2 separate regions of the Mus musculus genome follow, and region 2 is linked to region 1. A link is a contact called in public promoter capture Hi-C data. All regions are on one chromosome and are shown on one strand. Each heading gives the region's core, a stretch centred on a gene start, on an enhancer-like site or on the middle of the called end of the contact. The rest is flanking DNA. Distances are from core to core; before and after follow the strand shown. Region 1 holds the start of Hectd4 (HECT domain E3 ubiquitin protein ligase 4). Region 2 holds the start of Tmem116 (transmembrane protein 116).

Region 1 (6,692 bases), core at 1,881-4,380:
TGGGTTTGTTTTTTCCCTTTAAAAACCTAACTATAATTTACTGGAAACAAATTGACTATTTCAGGTCAATTTTCATCTCTTTAGATTCTTTGTTCTGACATATAACCTTGCAGAGCACTAAGAAGAAAAGGAACACTGGAACCCAGAGGCAGGAGAACCAGGCCAGCTTACTCACCATAGCTTGACTGGTACACCCACCACAGCAGAACTCCTCCCCGATCCCTTTCTAAAATGAGGAAAACACTTCTATCTTCAAGGTGCATTATCTCCAATATACCTTCTGTGCTTTCAAATTCTGTGACTCCACAATCTTTTGCACTGTGGTTGTCCCTCATAAATTATTCACCTGAGCTCTAGTCTTATTCCTCATAATTTAAAATCATTAATGGAAGAATTCTATAATTATAGACCCTATGAGAATAGCTGCTATTCCTTCAGAGTCTACTGGAGAGATCTGGGAGACAGTCTCTCATAGGAGGGCTAACATCCCAAAAGATACCTTTTAAAATACTGACACATCTCTAATCTTTCTGAATAATGAAAAAGAAACAGTTGCCAGAGGAACCAGAGTGGAGTTAGGAAAAATGGTTCTGTGGAAGAGGTGCTTGCTGTGCAGCATGAGAGGCTGAGTTAAGGGCTAGACAGATAGATGGGCAGTTAAAGGGATCCAATTTAGATTCCCAGCATCCCTGTAAATTAATCCTAAGTATTAAAAAACTATTTAAGGATGAGTGTGGTGTGCACACCTTTACTCCCAACACCTGGGAGTCAGAGACAAGCAGATTTCTATGAATTCCAGGCCAGCCTGGATTTCATAGCATCCGGGCCAGGGTTATTCAGTGAGACCCTGTCTCAAAAAATTAAAGATCTTGAGCAAACTGCACATTTGCTCTGCTCGGCTCTTGCTACATCTGCACAATGGATACAACTGTTGCAACAAGTAACAAGATTTACCTTCTAGAGTTCTTTGAGACTTTAACAAGATAGCATCTGACAGAATGGATACAGTTAAGAATTATTATTAACTAGGTAAGTGTGTGACTAGCAGACTACTTACTTCTCTAGATACTGTAGTCTGTAACTGGAAAAGACTAAAAACAAAACAGCTCTATTCCTGCTGGTCCCAGTGTGTATCACTCACGACCGTTCCTTTTTGAGAAGACTTAATCTACTCGGCCATAGTCTTTCCTTAGCTGTATGTGTCACTCAGGACAGAGACAGTAAACATTTTAGTAATGTTAACTGAATAACTTGGTTTTTAAAAATACCCTCTTCTAATCCGAATACATCAAACGGTCTGGGTTCAAGAAATTTAGGTTAGTCTCTAAGGAACAAAGAGCACCATCCACTTTCCACTTTCCACAGCAGCGCCCATTAAATAAAGAGTCTACCATCATACCATCAGAGCCCTGCAGTTTTCAGGTGGTTAACTCAGACACACCTTGCTTTTTATAGAATAGGCTCAAATAAAACATAAATGTATTATGATTCCACGTTAGGGATTCTCTATCGACTCCCATATTATCGTGGCTAGACTGTAAAATATGCCAATTAAGAGTTCACAGTCGGAAATTCTGAAGCAACCTCAAAGCCAGACACAAACAACAGCGGACCGCATTCGCATCTCGAGCATGTCCCAAAGTCTCGCTGAACGCGATCAGATCCATGCTGCTTCCAGAAACGCACAGCAATGGGATTTTACCCCATGCCTATAAATGCCGGTGGTACTGAATACCAGAGTATATGGAAAACCGCAAAACAAAAGATTCCCAGTGTAGGAGGCCCTCCCGTCTGCGGTGTACCCCAGGGACCCCCCCTCCCTGCGACAATACGAATTTCACCACACTCCACGGGGAAGCGGGGGTCAACAGCCACCTGGCCTGGATGAAAACACCACAGTCCAACATTCCCACTTCTAGGCAAATGCGAAAACTGAGCGCAGTCGGTGGAAAGTTCCCATCCACCATATTCACATTTGGTTTCCTTGGGGTGGATGGGTTTTGCGGGGTGGTGGGGGGGGGGGACGACACCACAACTGCTGAGACTGGCTGCTGCACCTGCCACCGCTCCTAGACTGGGGGGGGGGGGAGGGGGAAAGAGAGAGAGAGACCCCCGAGGCGCGCGCACGCGTACACACACACACACACACACACACACATATACTCGCTCACGCCCGCCCTTGAACCTTCCCAGGCCGCGGTGTAGCATCCCCTTTCTCGCTGTCCAAACCCCCACCCCACCCCACCCCACCCCACCCCACCCCCGGCTGGCCTGACAAAGGCGCGGGTGTCAAGTCAATCCGAGGCACTGCACAGACAGGTTGCAGAATTGCTTATGGTGGAGGAAGGAAGCCCTGGCAGCTGTCACTCCGGGCTCCCTCCAACACACAGGCAGGCGCGCGCGCGTGCACACACACACACACACACACACACACACACACGCATACAAAATCAACACCGAGCTGGGACTGTGATAAAAGAAGCAGAGTCCGTGCGAGCGTTCAAAATACAAAAGGTCTCCGGAGCACAGGCACCTGGGCGCGCCCTCCAAGAGGCTCCCGGTTGCGTGGTGGGGGGAAGGGGAGCAGCCGGGCGGCGGCTGCCGTAGCTCCGGGTCTCCGGGCCGCGCGGCCCGAAGATGCTCTCCGGGATCCCACACACCTGCGGCGGCCTCCCGGGGAACCTCACTCACCTCCAGGTCGGTGTCGGCGGCCTCCGGGGCGCCGAGGATCTCGCTGGGCAGCTCGGCCAGGTCGGTGACCCGGATGAGTCCGTCGTGCAGAAAGATGGTCTCCTCCTTCACCGAGAGCCACTGCGCCGAGTCCGCCGCCGCCGCCGCCGCCGCTGCAGCTGCCGCCGCCGCGGCCGACGAGCCCATGGCTAAGAGAAGGCGCTGCAGAGCCGCCGCCGCCGCCTCAGCAACCCATGGCCGACCGCCGCGCCCGCCGCGCCTGCTGCGCCCGCCTCGCCCGCGCGGCTCCGCCCTAGGCGTTCCGCGCCGCCATCCCCCTCCGCACGCCAACCCCGGCCCGGGAGACCCCCGGCCCCGCCGCCGCCGCCGCCGCCGCCGCCCTGACGAGCAGGATCCGCCTCTGCCGCTCCGCAGCCAACTGTCAGTAAGACGCCATCTTGGGGGCGGGGTTCCCGGCATGCCCCGCGGGGTGGACAATACAGGCTCCTCCCTCCTGTCCGTCTAGCCCCGCCCACAGCCCGGCGAGGCTTTATAACCCAGCTGCAAGGCGCTCAGAGGCATGGCCTCTTGGGCACCCCTGCTTCCCATGCTATCTGAGGAAGTCTAAGGCTCCGGGAGAAGACCACCCTGGTCCCCTTTCCTCCTTACTCCGGTGTGCACCGGTTGCTCAGGCCAGAGCTCATTCTGGAAGGATTATGGAGGGTCAACACTGTTATCTTTTAAATGAGATAGGTTCAGATGTCTTCTCTAAGATCTTGAATAGTTCAGTCTTAGAGGGTTAGCCTAGAATGCCTGAGGTCCTATGTTCCATTTACAGCACTATAAGTAAACAAACCTGGTGGGGGTTGCCAGTTGTTCCAGTACTTGGAAGACAGAAGTGGGAGTACCATTGCAAGTTGCAGGTAGCCTGGTCTACATATCAAGTTTCAGGCCAACCTGGGCTACATAAGATGCTCCAGGCCACCCAGGCCTATGTAGGCTCCGTATCTGAAAAAATACATAAAATTTATAAAATACTAAAGGCTGGTATATAATAGGCTTGGTCATGAGAACTTGGTAAAACTCACAGCAGATGGTTAATATTTACTGGGGAAAAAAAGAGTACAAAGAAGCAACTGACATCTGATGAAAATAAAGTATCTATCAACAATTGCTGTTAGGCTGGAGAAATGATTGACAGGTTGACACTGGTTGCTCTTCCAGAGGGCTGGGGTTCAATTCCCAGCACTCAGAGGGCAGCTCACACCTTTTATAACTTCAGTCCCAAGGGACCTGAGTTTCAGTCCCAAGGGACCTCACATCCTCTTCAGGTCTCCGTCTCCATCATTACACAGATGTGGCACACAGACATACATAAAGGAAACAGTCAAACACATAAAAAAAATTAAAAATTAAAAATTAAAAGTAAACAAAAGCAATGCTTTCCTCCTGGCTCCTGTTTTTTTTGTTTTGTTTTGTTTTGTTTTGTTTTTTCTTTTTTTTTTCCATTTTTTATTAGGTATTTAGCTCATTTACATTTCCAATGCTATACCAATTGTTTTGTTTTTTCAAGACAGGGTTTCTCTGTGTAGTTCTGGCTGTCCTGGAACTCGCTGTGTCTGGAGGTGGAGCTTGAGGTGGTGTTGGGGTCAGCAGTGCTCTGACCTCATCTAGGGATGGACTGAGTGATTCATTCCAAACTTATTTGGCTACTGAGAGGTAATGGCTAACATGGTTGGGTCCTAGTGGGAGATATGGAAGCAGAAGGCTCCTGTCTACTCCCCAGTCCGTTCTCCAACCCCAATCTGGGCTAGCCAGCACAAGGTGAGTGTTTTCCTCCTCCACACCCTCCTATCACCATGGTGTCCTGACCCAGCAGAGGGCTAAAAGCAATAGAGCCAGCCAAGCAGGCTGAACCCTCTCTAATCTGTAAGTCCATCCTCTCAGGAGCTTTGTCACAGCTTAGACACAGCCCCAGCATTAGCTGGCAAGGCGAGGTTCAAGTCTCATTGTCTCCTCAGTGTCACAAAGCCAGGAAACACCAAATCTTAGATTTGAACCCAGGCCTGAGTGATTCCTCTATACCCCTGGCCCCCTTATTTGGGCTGTAGGGGAACCCCTTCATTCCTTTTACTCACACCCGCTAAACAAGCAAACTGTTCAGGTGTCAAACTCTCAACGCCCAGCTTTGGTGGCTCAAAGATTTTGTGTTCATAGTTTAAGATCAGAAATCAAGAGGTCCATAAACTCTCGTCCCCCTCCCCAATCAGTGAAAACAGTCCACGCCCAGGCCTTAATGTCTTTAGACTGAATAATGAATGATTATTTAATAATTGAACAATGGTAATTAATTTGCAGCATACCTTGATGAGGCAGCTGAAGAATTAATATTTATAGAACCCCCTCTGGAAATAAGTCTATTTGGTGGGAATTTTTAAAATGGATTTTATTCCTGTAGTTTGGAGCAAGATAAAAAAAAAATCTCTGATCGAGGGCTGAAGAGATGGCTCAGCAGTTAAGAGCACTGACTGCTCTTCTGAAGGTCCTAAGTTCAAATCCCAGCAACCACATGGTGGCTCACAACCATCTATAATGAGATCTGATGCCCTCTTCTGGTGTGTCTGAAGACAGCTACAGTGTACTTACATATAATAATTAATAAATCTTTTTTTAAAAAATTCTCAGCCGGGCGTGGTGGCGCACGCCTTTAATCCCAGCACTCGGGAGGCAGAGGCAGGCAGATTTCTGAGTTCGAGGCCAGCCTGGTCTACAAAGTGAGTTCCAGGACAGCCAAGGCTACACAGAGAAACCCTGTCTCGAAAAACCAAAAAAAAAAAAATAAAATAATAAAATAAAATAATTCTCTGCTCAAGTCGGGCGGTGGTGGCACACACCTTTAATCTCAACACTTGGGAGGCAGAGGCAGACTGATTTCTGAGTTCGAGGACAGCCAGGACTACACAGAGAAACCCTGTCTTTAACCCCCCCCCCCCCAAAAAATTATCTAAGTGGAGTAGTGATGCCTTTAATCCCAACATGGGGTCAGAAGTAGGTGGATCCGAGTCTATAGAGTGAGTTCCAGATAACCAGGGCTACACAGAGACCCCAGTCTCCTGTGAATTCTAGGCTAGCCTGGTCTACAGAGTAAGTTCCAGGACAGCCCCGGCTACACAGAAATTCTGTCTGGAGAAAACAAAACAAATTTATTGATCTTATTTTACAGGAGTGGGTGTGTTTTCCTCAGGCATATCTATGCATCAGAGAACTCTAAGAAAGCCCTCTACCAATTGAGCTACATCCCCAATGGATGACTTAGGACTTCTTTTTTTTTTTTTTAAGATTTATTTGTTTGTTTGTTTGTTATATGTAAGTACACTGTAGCTGTCCTCAGACACTCCAGAAGAGGGAATCAGATCTCGTTACAGATGGTTGTGAGCCACTATGTGGTTGCTGGGACTTGAACTCCTGGCCTTCAGAAGAGCAGTCGGGTGCTCTTACCCACTGAGCCATCTCACCAGCCCCTTCTTTTTTTTTTTTTTTTTTTAATTGTGCCCTTCCTCCTTCTTTCTAATTTTTTATTCATTTTATTATAACGTGTGCACCACATGTGTGCCTGGTGGCCTCAGAGTGAAGAAGGCATTGGATTCCCTAGAACTGAAGCAACAGGCTCTGAGACTGAACGCCAGCCCTCTGTGAGAACAAAGGCTCTCAACTGCTGAGCCATCACTCCCGCTCTCTTGTGCTTTCTTTCTCTCTCTCTCTCTCTCTTTTTGTTTTGTTTTTTTTGTTGTTGTTGTTGTTTTGTTGTGTTTTCCAAGACAGGGTTTCTCTGTGTAGCCCTGACTGTCCTGGACCAAGCTGGCCTCGAACTCAGAAATCCACCTGCCTCTGCCTCCCAAATGCTGGGATTAAAGGCGTGCGCCACCACTGCCCGGCTGCCATCTCTCTTTCTTGACAAAGGCTCATAGCCCAAGCTGGCCTCTAACTTGCTCTGTAGCCATGAATGACTTTAAACTTCTTGA
Region 2 (6,692 bases), core at 1,399-3,898, 240 kb before region 1:
CAGTTCCTCATGTTGTGGTGACCCCAACCATAAAATGATTTCATTGCTACTTCATAACTGTGATTTTGCTCGTGTTGTAAATAGTAATGTAAATGTCTGGTTTACAGATGTCTCTGATGACCCTGTGACAGGGTCCTGGATCCCCAGGGGGATCACACCCACAGTTTGAGAATTGATAATGTACAGATACCTTGTCTTTTTTTGTTTGTTTGTTTTTCAAGACAGGGTTTCTCTGTGTAGCCCTGGCTGTCCTGGAACTCACTCTGTAGACCAGGCTGGCCTCGAACTCAGAAATCCTCCTGCCTCTGCCTCCCGAGTGCCGGGATTAAAGGCGTGCGCCACCACGCCTGGCTGAGATACCTTGTCTTAAACCAAACCAACCAAACAAGAGAGAGACACAGTCAGAGAGAGAGAGAGAGAGAGAGAGAGACAGACAGACAGACAGACAGACAGACTGTGGGAGCACAAACTGCTCACCTGGCGGAGGGCCTCAGCACACTTAGCCCCAGTTCTGGCCTCAGACTTCAGACAACAGCTTCCTTACTCTTAACAATAAACAGTACTCAAGACCCACATTTATAGCTAATCTCAAGTAACTGGGCGGTAGCTGCAGTCCTGCCTGTGAACAGGGGAAAACAATCCCATCTATAATAATAAGGGCTTGATAAGTATGGCATAAAACTATTTCACTGTGCATTTACTTTGAAGGTTAAGTCACTAACAGGTCAAGCTCAACAGAAAGTGACGGCTCTGGGGGCTGGTGAGATGGCTCAGTGGGTAAGAGCACCCGACTGCTCTTCCAAAGGTCCGCGGAGTTCAAATCCCAGCAACCACATGGTGGCTCACAACCATCTGTAATGAGATCTGACTCTCTCTTCTGGAGTGTCTGAAGACAGCTACGGTGTACTTACATATAATAAATAAAAATAAATTAAAAAAAAAAAAAGAAAGAAAGTGACGGCTCACCTCTGCAGACTTCTGTGGGCTCTGGAACGCGATGTAGGTGAGGAGTGAACTGGAGCCTATAACACTGAGACACAGACCATGACCATTACATCACAATGATCAGACTCTGACTTTTACCATTTATTGACATAGCTGATATAAAATATGCCACACATGTGTTCTAGAGTGCTTTGCACATTTGCATGCCATCTTGTTTTGGGCAGTGCCCATATTCTCACTACCATTCCAATTTCTCTCAGGATGTAGCCTCTGGATAGCCTGGAACCCGCTGTGCAGACCAGGCTGGCCTCAAACTCAGTAATCCTCCTGCCTCAGTCCCCAAGTGCTGGGATTAGATGTGAGCCACCATGTTGTCTTTCAGCGTTTACCACACACAGTACTGAGGCAAATGCCTGATGCAGGCTGCCTGAGCCAGTCCTCACTTCAGATGACTGCTTTCCTCCTCTCCCCTCCCCTCCCTCCCTCTCTCCCCTCCCTCCCTCCCTCCCTCCGGTTCTTTTTCCTGGGTACAGATATGGTGAGCAGTCAGAAGAGGGAGGCTAAAAAAATAAATAAATAAAAATAAAAATAAATTTAAAAAAGGAGCGAAACAGAGAAGCCCTGTCTCGAAAAAAAAAAAAAAAAAAAAAGAGGGAGGCTGCTGCTGTCAGCCTCCATCACGCTCCACCTGAGTTTCTGAGCCATGCTCCCTCAGTGAACCTGAAGCTCTCAGATTCACAGACTGGCTAGCTCCCACCCTGTCTCTGCGTCCCAAAGCTGAGCTAAACAGGTTGGAAACAACACAACCAGCTTGCCATGTGGGTGCTGGGGATCTCAACCTGGGCTCTCATGGGCCAAAAACAAGCACTTTATCCACCAATACATCTCCCCAGGCCCCGAGGTGACTAGTCAGGAATGATCAACATGGGAAAGAACTTCTAACTAAAAAGTAGACTGCAATCGTCAGGAGCAGGACTATGGGGAAAGTTGAACAGCTCTCCAGGCTGGTCACGAGATCTGAACAGTCATATGAGACTTAAAAAAACATACCTCAGAGTAGCCACAGCAAACTGTATCCACTGTATTGCAGGAAAAAGCTAAAGGAGGGAGGAAGGGAGAGGGAGAGAGAGAGGGAGAGAGAAAGAGTGAGTGAGTGAGTGTCAGTCTCTTACATTTAATGTTCAACCTAATTTCCCTTTTGGTGTTTATTAACCATTTCTTCAGCACAGACCTTCAAGTAGTGGAGCCTAAACAGGCCTGTGGAGGAAGGCAGGGCCTGTGCTGCCCTCAACCCAAGTCCTTAAAAAACACTCAAACGGTAAGAGAAACAGGGTAGTGAGCAGAGCAGACTGAATGAGAAAGCCAAGTTGAGGAAACTCCAGGAACAAGCATAAACAGAGAGGAAAGGCTAGCTAGCGTCTGAGGACAGACAGGTGAGAACACCAAGTAGGGCTGACTGACTGACAGAAAGTTTACAAGACAGAAAAGAAGGGAAATGATGACGAGGGGGAGAGGTATTAGTAAGGAGAGAGCCACTGTGAGTAAAACACGCAGCAGAAAGGACGAAGGGAGCGGAAATGGGGTGGGGGTGGGGGGTCAGCTTTTGACCTTACAGGCTCCCATCTGCCTTCCAGGCGGCTGGTCTCCAGTGGGAAGGCCATAAAGACTTCAGTTCCTGCTACCCTCCAAGCCCAGGCCCTTCTCAGTCAGGCTCTGAACAGGTAGCTCCACCCCTACCTCAGCTGGGCTCCACCCCATCTAATCCTGCCCTGTACCTTAAGGGCAGGAGGCTGAAGGGCCAAGGACAAAGCCAAAAATAGAAGAAGCAGGTGACAGAAGAAACCAAATTGTACCAAAGAGCATACACTGGCTGGACCGAGGCCCCCAACATATATGGAGCAGAGGGCTGCCTTGTCCTGCACCAGTGGGAGAAGATACCTAATCCTGAAGACTTGAAGTTCCAGGCTGGGGGCATACCCAGGGGGGCCCCACCCTCTCAGAGGCATAGGGGAAACACTTTGTAGGGGGGGCCTGAAGGGGGGCAATTGTGATACAAATAAATAAATAAATAAATAAAGCAAGAGGCAGGAACAATAAAAGGCAGAGAGCATTTTCACAATTAAGAAAATAAAACTTTCAAAAGAGAAATGGAACAGGGAAAAAAGGAAGAGAAAGAAATGGGGTAAAACAGAGGTCTGCTAAAACTTGTCCCTGTTTGGGGACACAGTGATTAAGGACGATGGCACATTCAATTAAAAGTTCTAGTAGTAGTGAAAATTACTAAGAGGTCATTAAATGTTTGTTATATTCAACATTAACATTATTATATCACACAATATGTATATATATATGTATTATATATACATATTGTATAAATCAATGTGTTATGGGAGACACAAAGACAAAGTCTAGACAGAGCCTTCCAGGAGCTTATATCACAGTGGGCAGTGGTCTGAGTACCAAGAACACAGTCTGGATAGGGTGACAGTGTATAGACGAGCCTGTGCACAGCTGTGGAGGGAGCTGGCAGAGCCTGGGGAAGAGGAAGTCAAAAGCTCTCATTGCTTTAACCATCCTTTCACATGTTCTGCAACATCTCTCTTGTGTCTAAGTGCTGGGGACTGAGCCCAGAGCCTGGCAAATGTCACACATGCATGCTGAGCACTAAGCTATGTCCCAACTCTTGACTATTTAGCAATCACTTGCATGGTAGGAGTTCATATCAGAGAGAGAGAGCAGTCTAGAGTGGAAGGGCAGATGCTGGTTAGTGGGAGATTTTAGTAACGGTCTTAAAGGTAATCTAAGTACTGGGAGGCATCCTCATCACAGATCAGTAGCAAAGAGTCTTGGGAACATTTGGAGGTCCCTAATGATGTCTACCTCCTAAGGGTGTGGAGACTAATGACTGTCACCAAGTGATAAGAAAATGATAAGAAAATGCTCTTGGACAAAAGGCTTCTTTGTTCCTCAAGACAAATGTTAGATTGTTCAGAGAACAGTCTACCGACTGTCAGCCTCAGAGAACCTTTCCCTTTGGCACATTCCTAAAGTGTCTATGCTACTGCCCTGCACGTGAGTGTGAGTGTGTGTGTGTGTGTATGTGCATACATGTGTCTGTGTACATATATTTGTGTCTGTGTGCACCTGTCTGTGTATATGTGCAAGTGTGCATGTGGTATCCATGTGTGTGTGCCTGTACATGTATATACATGTGTCTGTGTGCATGTGCCTGTCTGTGTGCCTCTGCCTGTGTGTGCATGTGCCTGTCTGTGTGTATATGCCTGTGTATGGGCCTATATGTGCATGTACATGTCTGTGTGTATGTGCATATGTATGCATGTGCTTGTGTGTGCATGTGTGTGTGCATGGTCATAATATCTGTGTGTGCATGTGACATGTGCCTGTATGTACATGTGGCATGTGCCTGAATGCACATATACATGTCTGTGTGTGCATGTGCCTGTGTGTACACATGTGTCTGTGTACATATGCCTGTGTACATGTGCATGTATTTGCAAGCTGCCATGCCGGCACTGGTAACAAAACCAGGATCCTCTGGAAGAGCAGCAGTAAGTGCTCACAGCCTCTGAAACATCTCTCCAGCTCCTACTTTGGCAGCTTCCCAATGGGCTAACATAGTCCCATGTATAATCTCAGGTTAACTAGGTACATGACCAAAAAAAAAAAAACCCAAAACACAGGTCCTTCTAAAACCCTGAACATAATAGACAAAAAGTATAAATGACTTGGTTTTGTAAAAGGGCTGCCACCTGAGCTCAATCCCTGGACCTTGCAGGATGGAAGAGGAAAACCAGTGTCTTCCGACTTTCACACACACGCTGTGGCACATGCACACCACCACACACAAGCAAATATAAAGAAATGTAATCATCTTCAAATTAGAAATAACTCAATGTCTGCCAACTGGTAAACTGATAAATACAATGTAGGGAATCATACAACCGGCAAAAAAGTGCTGTTATATTCTATGAGATAAATTTGACACACGTGAAGAAAGAACCAGGTGCATACTCAGGAGTCACTCAGGAGAAATGTCTAAAACTGGCAAATCTCTAGAGACAGGAAGTGCATACCCATGCCTGCCTGGAACGAGATGGCTACTTTAGGAAGGAGGTGGAGTGTGTAGCCCTGGCTGTCCTGGAACTCACTTGGTAGACCAGGCTGGCTTTGAACTCAAGAGATCTGTCTGCATCTGTCTCCCCAGTGCTGGGATTAAAGTCCAGCACCAACACTGCCCCACTAGAGTGACTACTCATGGACACAAATGTTCTCTTTGGGTGTGGCAAAGGTTCTAGAACCAGGTAGTAATGGTGGCTGCTAAACTCGAGTATACTAGAAAACACTGACTGTGTACGGTGTGACATGGAAATATCTGGTTTCTTTGGAGACCAAGTTGTGTCATGAGATGTTTCTCTGGAAGCTGCTGGAGCCGATGCCTGAGAGGACATGTGATGTCTGCACACAGCCTAACAGACAGTGAACAGCACTGGTGTTCGTTGGGCTTCGCTGAGGTCGCTCTGGCATTGGTTCGCCTTGCTTTCTTCACTGATCTTCACTTGTCTGACTTCAAGGGGAGAGGTGCACACAGCCGAACTTCTCGTGATGTTGCTGAGGCTTCTTTCCACTTCCTCAGACTCACGCTGGTCAGTGGAGACGGACCCAGCTGCTGCTGCTGACTGGTTTGCTGTTTTGCTAGTGGACTGGACTGCTGACAATGAAGATTGGAATCACTCCAAAGAACTACTTCTAAACGGGCCGGCATCCCCTTGTCCTGTTAACCATCTTCCTCCCTACCTTTGTAGGTGAGCTAGAAGGCAGGTGGAAGCACTTAAGAATCTTTATTAAAGTAGGTCTTGAAAAATCTAAGCCTACATTTGTGCAAAGATAAATTGTATGGTGTATGGGTTATATAAAAAAAAGTGTGGAACAAAAGAAAAGAAATGTCATATTGCTGGAATTCATGGTATAATGAGTCCGACAGATGTTTGCCTTTCCCCTGGTTGGGGGCAGGGAACCTCAAACAAACATTAAAAGCACAAAACAAACACTGGAAGAGGGAATTAAAGATGAAGCTTACATGAAAACATCTAACTTCTCAAAAGAAATCCATTATTCCTGGGCTGAAAAATTACATTGTAAGAATGTTTATGGTGTCTTCAGGTTAACCCCACAAAACAATGGAAATTTTAAAATTTCATGAAAAAATGGAAATTTGACAGAAAACTGGTTAATAATGAAAACATTTTCTTAAATTGAAAAATATTTTTTATTGTTGGGGATTTTTTTTCTGAGATGTATATATGTATGTTTGTAGCCCAAACTGGTCTCAAACCCACTATCTTCCTGCCTCAGCCCCAAGTACTGGGACTACTGGTGTGTACTTCTAGGCCATGTTTTTTGAGGAGTGGGTAGAACTTGCAACTAGAAATCAAGGGACTTAACTCATCTGAAGCAGGATTTTAGAATGAACTGCCCAGAGAGTGTGTATCTGGACAGCCACTAAGCTGAAATGGGTGTATAAAAAAAAAATCATACCAGACTAATGTATTCTCTTGGAGTGAATAACTACATTAATTGTATCTAAAATTTGAACAGAGTAATTGGTAAGAAATTTCATGATATAAAAATAACAAATTTAAGCCAGGTGTGGTGACGCATGCCTTTAATCCCAGCACTTGGGAGGCAGAGGCAGGTTGATTTCTGAGTTCGAGGCCAGCCTGGTCTAC

What was found. Capture Hi-C pulls out chosen DNA fragments and counts their contacts.
Region 2: a contact with region 1 is called in a promoter capture Hi-C map of liver. The contact joins the promoter of Tmem116 here to the promoter of Hectd4 in region 1. A contact is called at or near these places in 7 of 39 promoter capture datasets (the C10 cell line, cranial neural crest, frontonasal cranial neural crest and 4 more), 3 of 15 datasets of contacts at CTCF or cohesin (embryonic stem cells, large pre-B cells and stem cell-derived epiblast-like cells), 56 of 484 Hi-C or Micro-C datasets (the C2C12 cell line, CD4 T cells, CD8 T cells and 28 more), 19 of 115 datasets of contacts at active chromatin or transcription factors (the 230-238 cell line, the HPC-7 cell line, astrocytes and 12 more) and 5 of 9 other capture datasets (adipose tissue, embryonic stem cells, liver and 2 more).

Annotation. Positions count from the first base shown.
Region 1 is chr5:121,216,657-121,223,348 of GRCm38.p6, reverse strand. Hectd4 (HECT domain E3 ubiquitin protein ligase 4) reads right to left here and starts at 3,130. Exons shown (of 76, transcript NM_181421.4): 1 at 2,692-3,130. The coding sequence starts at 2,877.
Region 2 is chr5:121,459,137-121,465,828 of GRCm38.p6, reverse strand. Tmem116 (transmembrane protein 116) reads right to left here and starts at 2,648. Exons shown (of 11, transcript NM_001161627.1): 1 at 2,559-2,648; 2 at 1,996-2,042; 3 at 967-1,030. The coding sequence starts at 2,606.